2 separate regions of the Arachis hypogaea genome follow, and region 2 is linked to region 1. A link is a contact called in public Hi-C data. All regions are on one chromosome and are shown on one strand. The core of a region is the stretch at or near the end of the contact, and the rest is flanking DNA. Distances in the headings are between cores, read along the strand shown. Region 1 overlaps LOC112716382. Region 2 has its middle 23 kb from the start of LOC112716386.

The links. A called contact is a pair of places that touch in the nucleus more often than the background predicts.
Region 2: a Hi-C map of leaf shows a contact between it and region 1, with 3 times the contacts expected there. The contact joins two enhancer-like sites. A contact is called at or near these places in 5 of 8 Hi-C or Micro-C datasets (leaf and an unstated tissue).

The regions. Positions count from the first base shown.
Region 1 is chr10:108,047,396-108,051,316 of arahy.Tifrunner.gnm2.J5K5, reverse strand. It overlaps LOC112716382, which reads right to left. Exons shown (of 13, transcript XR_011866904.1): 10 at 3,844-3,921; 11 at 3,608-3,649; 12 at 3,385-3,502; 13 at 2,961-3,273. Among protein-coding and RNA genes, the nearest start is that of LOC112716382, 7.6 kb to the right of the region's middle. Within about 2 kb of position 2,161, at least 3 of the 3 cell types and tissues checked have open chromatin away from gene starts, as enhancers often do.
Region 2 is chr10:108,142,745-108,146,665 of arahy.Tifrunner.gnm2.J5K5, reverse strand. No RefSeq gene overlaps it. Among protein-coding and RNA genes, the nearest start is that of LOC112716386, 23 kb to the left of the region's middle. Within about 2 kb of position 2,000, at least 3 of the 3 cell types and tissues checked have open chromatin away from gene starts, as enhancers often do.

The DNA.
Region 1 (3,921 bases), core at 912-3,411:
ATTCAAAAATTTGAAAAAAAAATATAATAATAAAAATTATAATTATAAAAAATTAATAAAAATAATGAAAGAAAAAATAAAAAATAAATTATATCTCTTATTAGAGTATCCTTCCTATCAAGATGAACACAAAATACACTAATTTAGTGTCTCTGAATATAATATTTATCCATATCTCATCTGTCAAACACGATTTTATGTCTATGTCCCTATCTCATGTCTCGCGTTTGTAATGCAGCCTAAGTTACAACATCGAAAGTGTCGTCGAAAGTGTTTGGTGAATGCAGTCCCACGGAGCAAATCCTCGACACATCTTCCCACCTTCAAATTGGGAAGACATTACAAGTTAGAGGCCCAATAGCCAGCCCACTTTTTAAGTCACACACCATGGAGTGTGAAGGTCCCTGAGCTGTTCAATTGTGTCCTTTGAATACTATTTGAGAGGTTAATTTGATAATACACAAGCTCAATAAAGAACAAATGTGCAACTGGAAACTTGGTCAACATCAAAGATCCACATTCACAGGAACACCTTATATAATGTCATCATCTAAACCTAGACTGCTGAAGTTGCAGATTGCAATAAAATTGCTTTGACTGACACCAATGAATAATACAGAACTATATGTTGTATGCTACAGTTAAGATCATAGGAGGTACAAAGGAGAGTGGTTTTGGTTAAACTCAGCTACATTAGTTACTTGGGGAAAGGTGCTCTATCTTCTCTCCGCTTTTAGTATTCGTTCAGCACCTCACCAGATTGGTGTCACTTGGACAGCACCAAAAATTGAACCAACCGAGTGAGACTACCACGTATCAACGTAATCAACTGCATGCTCTCCTAAGAAGCACAGACACGGACACGGACACGGGACACGACACGGACACGGACACGGAGACACACCAAAATTAAAATTTTACCGGACACGGACACGGCATATATATATTAAATTTTAAGAAAAAAAATCAAAAGTCATAATATATATCATATATATAATATGAAGTCAAAATTTACAATTGAACTTATAATCACTTCCTAACCCCTCAAAAAAAAAAAAAACACATGGAGTATTCTTTAACTATCTTTTGAACTTCACTACTTCCTATTTCCATATCCTTTCCAAAAAAATATGGGGCATCAATTCTAATGATATATCCAAAAAAAGCTATGCTCAGAGGACCGGCGCGCAGAGGACTTGCGTGCAGAGGACGGTGCGTGGAGGAGGGTGACTTTTGCTATGCTCTGAAGGTGAAGGGTCGTGTAAAAAATGAGGGTTGTTTTTTTATGAGTTATTTAAAATGTGTGAGAGACTCCTTGTACTTATGGGGTCCAAGATTTTTTTGGGTTAAAGGTAATTTTTTTTTAAAAAATTTCTGCAATTTTTACATGCCAATCGTGTCCTGGCGTGTCCAGTGTCGGGTCCTCGTGTGTCCAGTGCCGTGTCCTCGTGTGTCCAGTGCCGTGTCATGGCGTGTCCGAGTAAAAAAAAAAATTTTTTTTTGCGACACGTGCTCAGGTGTGTCAGACACGTGTCCACCGCGTGTCCACCGCGTGTCCGTGTCCACCGCGTGTCCGACACGTGGACACGGCAGTAATTTGGTGTGTCCGTGCTTCTTAGATGCTCTCACATGTCACACCTCAACAACCATAATTTACTTTAAAATTTAACTAGAATACATCACAACTATAATTTTACTAGAAATTGTTTTTTAAATGGTTTTTTAATTGGTGTAATTCACCAAAATAGGTGAGTGGAGTAATGTGTAAAGATATGTACTGGTCTGCTTTATGCACCTTGCGAAGAGCCAGAAAGCAGCCACATGTCGTAGACAAAAACGCATACCACTTTCCGAAACCTCCGAAATACAGAAAAAGACAAGAAATAAAGATTGCTTTTCGCAACCTACCAAAACCTCAGGGAAACTACACATGTAACGAGTTACTTCTCACAACTTGAGAAATGTCTCTCATATCAAGTAAGGTTACTTTTCGCAAACTGCTGAAAGATTGGCCTATATCCGTTTAATTCACCTTGCAAAGCCCATTTTAGTGGAATTTACTAGCTTGGCAAGGTGGTGAGTAATAAATAAGACACCAAGGCCTCAAGGGCCTGGTTCAAACTCCACCCATTATTGGCTGAGGCAGTCCCAGTGAGTGACAAATCAGTTTGCCTCATATTAAGCCACACCCAGGATCGATTCCCACTCCCAGCAATAGCTGGATTTAGTATGTGTGGGTGTGGAGATGTGTGTGTGAATGTGTATGTCCCAAAAAAAAAAAAAATTCCACCCATTGAAATTTTGGAGTTATTTCAAAATTTCCCACCACCGACCAAAAAAAAAAAAAAAATTTCCCACCAAGGCATCCTCTAGTGCACCTGTAAACTAGCGGGTCAATGACCGATTTCGTTGTCCAATTCACAGTCGCTTCAATGCAAAACGACCAATTTTTACTTGATTTTGACCAAGTTGAACGGGTCAATTACATATCTGGCCTAATGGATAATCCAAACCTATCAATGGTTTTCTCGGACGAACCGGTCAGTCCATTCCAATTTTGATAACAATGTAATTTAAGAGTTATACAACTCTTTTTATAAATTTCAAAAAAAAAGGGACAACCTAGTATGCAAACATTAATGCAGATTCCAAAGAACAGTCATACCTAAGGGGTATAATGTAACCAGCTTAATTTAATAATTACACTAGTGACTGATTTTACATGAAAAAGCCCGTGACCTTGAAGTTACATGAAAACAAACTCGACTATTATTCCAAAGCTTCCCTTCTCATGACTTTCAAAAAAATAAGATAAAATAAAATTACTAACGCATTGGAAACTTAAAATTCTTATTTTCCATACAAAACTTCCAATTTTAGCTCCTTTAAAGAGTAGGATTGTCCATGAGACCACGACCAAGAAAGAAGAATAAAAGTAGGGGTATGGGATTATCCTATGGTTAGCTATAATTAAAAATAAATAAATAATAATAATAAAAAAACCAAAATGCAGACCATAGTGTCTAGTGTCTACTATTCCATAAGAACAAAACTAGAGTTCAAGAGTCATGAAATGACACATCAATTCTACGTCTGATAACTATAGAAGCATTGCTACTGGGAGAAAAGGGAAAACTGACATTTTAAACTCAAGTTCTATCCAACTCCAATTCTTGGCATAAGGCAGCAAGCCTAAGATAGCAAGGCAAATCCCACAGTGGCAGCAAAATCTATCTAAATTGGTTCTTGCTTAGACCGGATCGATGCTCAAGTCTGAAAATATGTTGAAGTGGTATCGCCAACGAAGAAAAAGAAAAAAATGTTAAGAATTGAGGCTTCTTACCTAGCAAACAAACTAAAATTCATCTCTGGGCTGTTTATCACCTTTGCTGAGCGAGAAAAGCCACTGAAACATTTGATACATACTGCCAGAGGACGGCTCCTGCTTCGGATTACAGACTGTATCATAGTCATGCTTCTGATGAGGTGCAACTATTTTTTCCTGCGAACAGAGAGATCATGAAAATCAGATCCATAGAGTGACTATTCCGAACTAATATTGCATATCAAACTTCTTACACATTGGACAGTGGGATTGTGCTAATACCTTGAAGACCTCAAATGAACAGAAATCAGAACCATCACAACCCTGTATACAATAGCATTAGAAAGAAGAAACAGAACACATTACTGATGGATAACAGTATAATAGGATTTTAAGCTATCAAAAGTAAAATACTTGAACTTCTGAACCACAGTCAGCTATTCAAATAAGAACAGCTAGAAAAAATCAAGACTAGCATTTTAATTTACATAATCTTCACATGAACGGAATAAACTTACAGGCATTGGAATGGGGTGTTCATTGTGCAGCACTTGCACAAAGTGCTTGCTTTTAGATTTGTCTTGAGCCGGACAACT
Region 2 (3,921 bases), core at 751-3,250, 96 kb before region 1:
TAATATTATTCCCCTCTTTTTCCAAGAATTAATGCACTTTCTTTTGTAAGGCCTTCTCTGATAGGGAACTTACAACACAAATAAAACTTCATAGCACAATAAGTAAAAGATGGATGCACTTTAATTTGAGATAACCTAAGGTGTTTTTTTCCCCCAACCGTTGTATTCATTATTATATTGAATAACATCGCCATAGTTAATACAATTGGTCCTAATAAAATTATGACGATTTTAATTTGTTTTATACACACATATTTATGGCTAAGCAACACTAAATTAGGACGATTATATAATTTTGACAATACTTAAAATATATCATAAAAATATAAAATTTAATCTTAGCAATTTTTTAAATAATATTGTCAAAGATGTATAGCCATACTTTTTAATATATATAGGTTTAATTATTCTAATAATCTTTATAATTTTACTAAAATTTTAATTAAGTCGTTATATATATATTTTTAATTTGAATTCGTATACTAGCTATTTTTAATTTTGTAATTAGATCATTTTTAATATAAATAATATTAAAATTAATAGAATATTTTTTCTACATATCGAAGGTATCTAAAATTAAGAATATAATTGGATATTTGATTATATATTTTGAAAAAAAAATATTCTGTTAATTTTAATATTTTTAACATAAAAAATACTTAATTAAAAAATTAAAAATAGTATAGAGACATAATTAAAAAAAAGTATAAAAATTTAATTATAAATTTAGCAACTACAGTAACAAACCAAATAATTATATATATATATATATATATATATATATATATATATATAAATTTACCCTTTGAAATAAGCTAAGGAGAAAGGAGTTTGGTATACTGGTAATTGAAGCTTTGAGGACAACAGAAAAACACGGAATCATGTCACAGGCTGCATCAAATTAAAGAGATAAAAGTGGGAAGTACACCTCACATACATTACATAGATATGAAAATGAAATGTTCCTAGTTTCTGTGAAATCTTCAATCAAACAAGTCATTATCTATGTTCCCCAACCAAAAAACAAAAAGAAATTACAAAAAAAATCATATCATATCTAACCCACATACATATCACCAAAAAATTATACGATTAGAAGTTTGAAAAAATTGTTTAATTATTTGATTAGTTTCTATAATTTTATCAATTTTTTAATTAGGTCTTTACGGTTTAAATTTTTATAATTGAATTCTTATATTGATAAAAGTTTTTCTTTAATATAAAATCTTAATTACAAACTATTATAATATAAAGACCAAACTAAAAATTTAATAAAACTATAAAATTAACAGAGTAATTAAATAAAAAAAGAGAAATAATAGCTTTTAGGCCTCTAGCTTATTGCATACATTAGATGTTTGATATGATAAGAATAAGTGCATGCATAAAGAGTCACACATAAGAGGAAAAAGAAGCTCAAGTTGATTTGTTATAATTTGTCATGTTGTAGAAAAAGAAGAAAACAACCTTGATGGTAATATGGCTATCCCTGCGTTTATGTGTCTGCTTCAACTTTTCTCAAAACTTTGATTCATCACTATCACCAAAGTTTACGGTGACCTTTTTATTTTCTGCCGCAGTTTTTCTATGATTATTCAAAATACTTAGTTAAATTGTTCTAATACATATATATACATACGAAGCAAATTAAATAATTTTATTTTTAATATAACATCGAGTATAATGAGTTTTTAACAACTTATACTTTAATAAATTGTTGATTTAAGAAGAATAGACTAAGGAATCGTTCATTTTTTTTTAGCCAAAAATTTTTTTCCCTCTGGAAAAAATTAAAATTTTCAGCCCCGCTCAGATCCTTTTTGTTTGCCTCCTATAAATGTATGATCCGTTTTTTTTTCTTTGGTGTTTGTTTCATACTTTCTATCTTAGTGATTAATAATTTTCATAAACAAAATTATTATGGAATGTAGGCCTTTGCATAAGAAAATAGATTGGGCTCATATAAAGTGAATAATCTAAGCCCATAAAGCTTTTGTTTTTCTAAATTATTACCAGGTGTGTTTTTCTATATATCTTGGGCTTTTTACACTTATCTTGGGCTTTAAATTGTTGTGTAAATAGTGTTTTTACACTTATCTTGGGCTTCAAATTGTTGGTCTTCGAAGAATTCTTTTGGACCCAGATAAAGGAAAAGACAGCCCTTTTCTGAAGAATTCAGCCCACCCCACCAGAAAAAATAAGCAAGAAAATTATGTTGGGAGAAAAAATAATGATACTGTGAAAGATTTTCAAACTTCTATTTGATTATTATAAATATTTTTATACTGTGAGTTATTATTATTGATGGACCCTCATCCGAATATTTTTTTCATGTAATCATTTTAATTTAATTGTTAATTACACTAGTATTGTGATTATTTATAATGTTCTAATTCGTGTAACAAAAATACTAGGTTAGCTATCAAATGAGTGATCATGTCTCTGTGTGTATGTATAATCCATGTCTTATTTCTCAAATTCTCAAGGTGTAATATAGATTTAAATATATATTTTATATAAAGGATAAAATATACTTTTTATTTTTAACGTTTGTAATTTTTTTAAAAAATATCTTTAATGTTTAAATTTATTCAATTTTGTCTTTAACGTTTTCGATTCATTTAATTTTATCTCTAATATTTTTAATTTGTGTCAAAATTATTTTTAAATATTTTTAATTTTGTCTTTAACATTTCACATGAAGTTAATGTCCAAAAATAATTTTGACACAAATTAAAAATATAGGAACAAAATTAAATGCAATTAAATGTTAGGAATATTTTAAAAAAAAAATTGTGAGACAAAAATTATAATTTATTCTTATACAAATAACTAATTTAATAGCTAATTTTTTATATACGGTTAACATGGTTGCTATGATATTAGGTAGTCATGTTAAATTTGAAAAAAAATAATAAATAACTATTTTGATACTCGAAAGATTATGACTTTAACAAAATGAATTTTAATTCTTGTTGTTAACAAAATAAACTTTTAAATATTAGTTCTGTTTGACAAAATAGACTAATCATTAATCGATTGCTATAAATATTTAGATTTTTTTTTGTCAATTAGAATTGATATTTAAGAGTTTATTTGATCAAAAATAAAAATTAAAGTCTATTAAATTGAAGACAAAGTTATTAAATTGTTAGTGTAAGATTTTAATCCAAAAGAGCTAACTATACCTTTTGATATATATCTAATATCTAAAAAAAAGTACAGGTAGATAATGATTTTTGTGGACAATATGAATAATAGATCTAATAAAGTAAAAATATATTACATTCTTAAATTATTCACTTAAATCTTAATATTAAAATAACCATCCATACACCTAGTGAATTAAACATCTGTTGTTTATATTGTTCAAAAAAATCATTATTAGTTACCTAACATTACCCAACAACTAATAATTCTTTTATAAAAAAAATTGGGAGACATGACCCTCTACGAGAAGCTCTGCCACTGCCCACTACATTATTAATATTAACAAATGGAACCTTTATATATATCCCTTTCTTAAAAATTATTATATATATATATATATATATATATATATATATATATCTCAAATAAGACTCACATATGCAGGTAGTGATATGAATAATTTCATTGAGGTGGGACTGATATTCTGATAATAAATCTCTACATTGATCACGTTCCATGGGACCATGTCAATGAGAACACCACGTTTGATTTCATATACCTTCTACTTCCATTATTGTGCATGCATGTGGCGAGGAAAAACAAGACACACAAGATGAAAAAGATTTTTCAGATATATAACGACCATCTTGAACTGTAACTTAATTAGCTTATAGGTGTTAAGTTAAATAAAATAATTTTAAATTATTCTCTTTTTAGTATTACTTTTATTTTAACTAGTAGTATATTATATGAACACAAAAAAGTATTAAG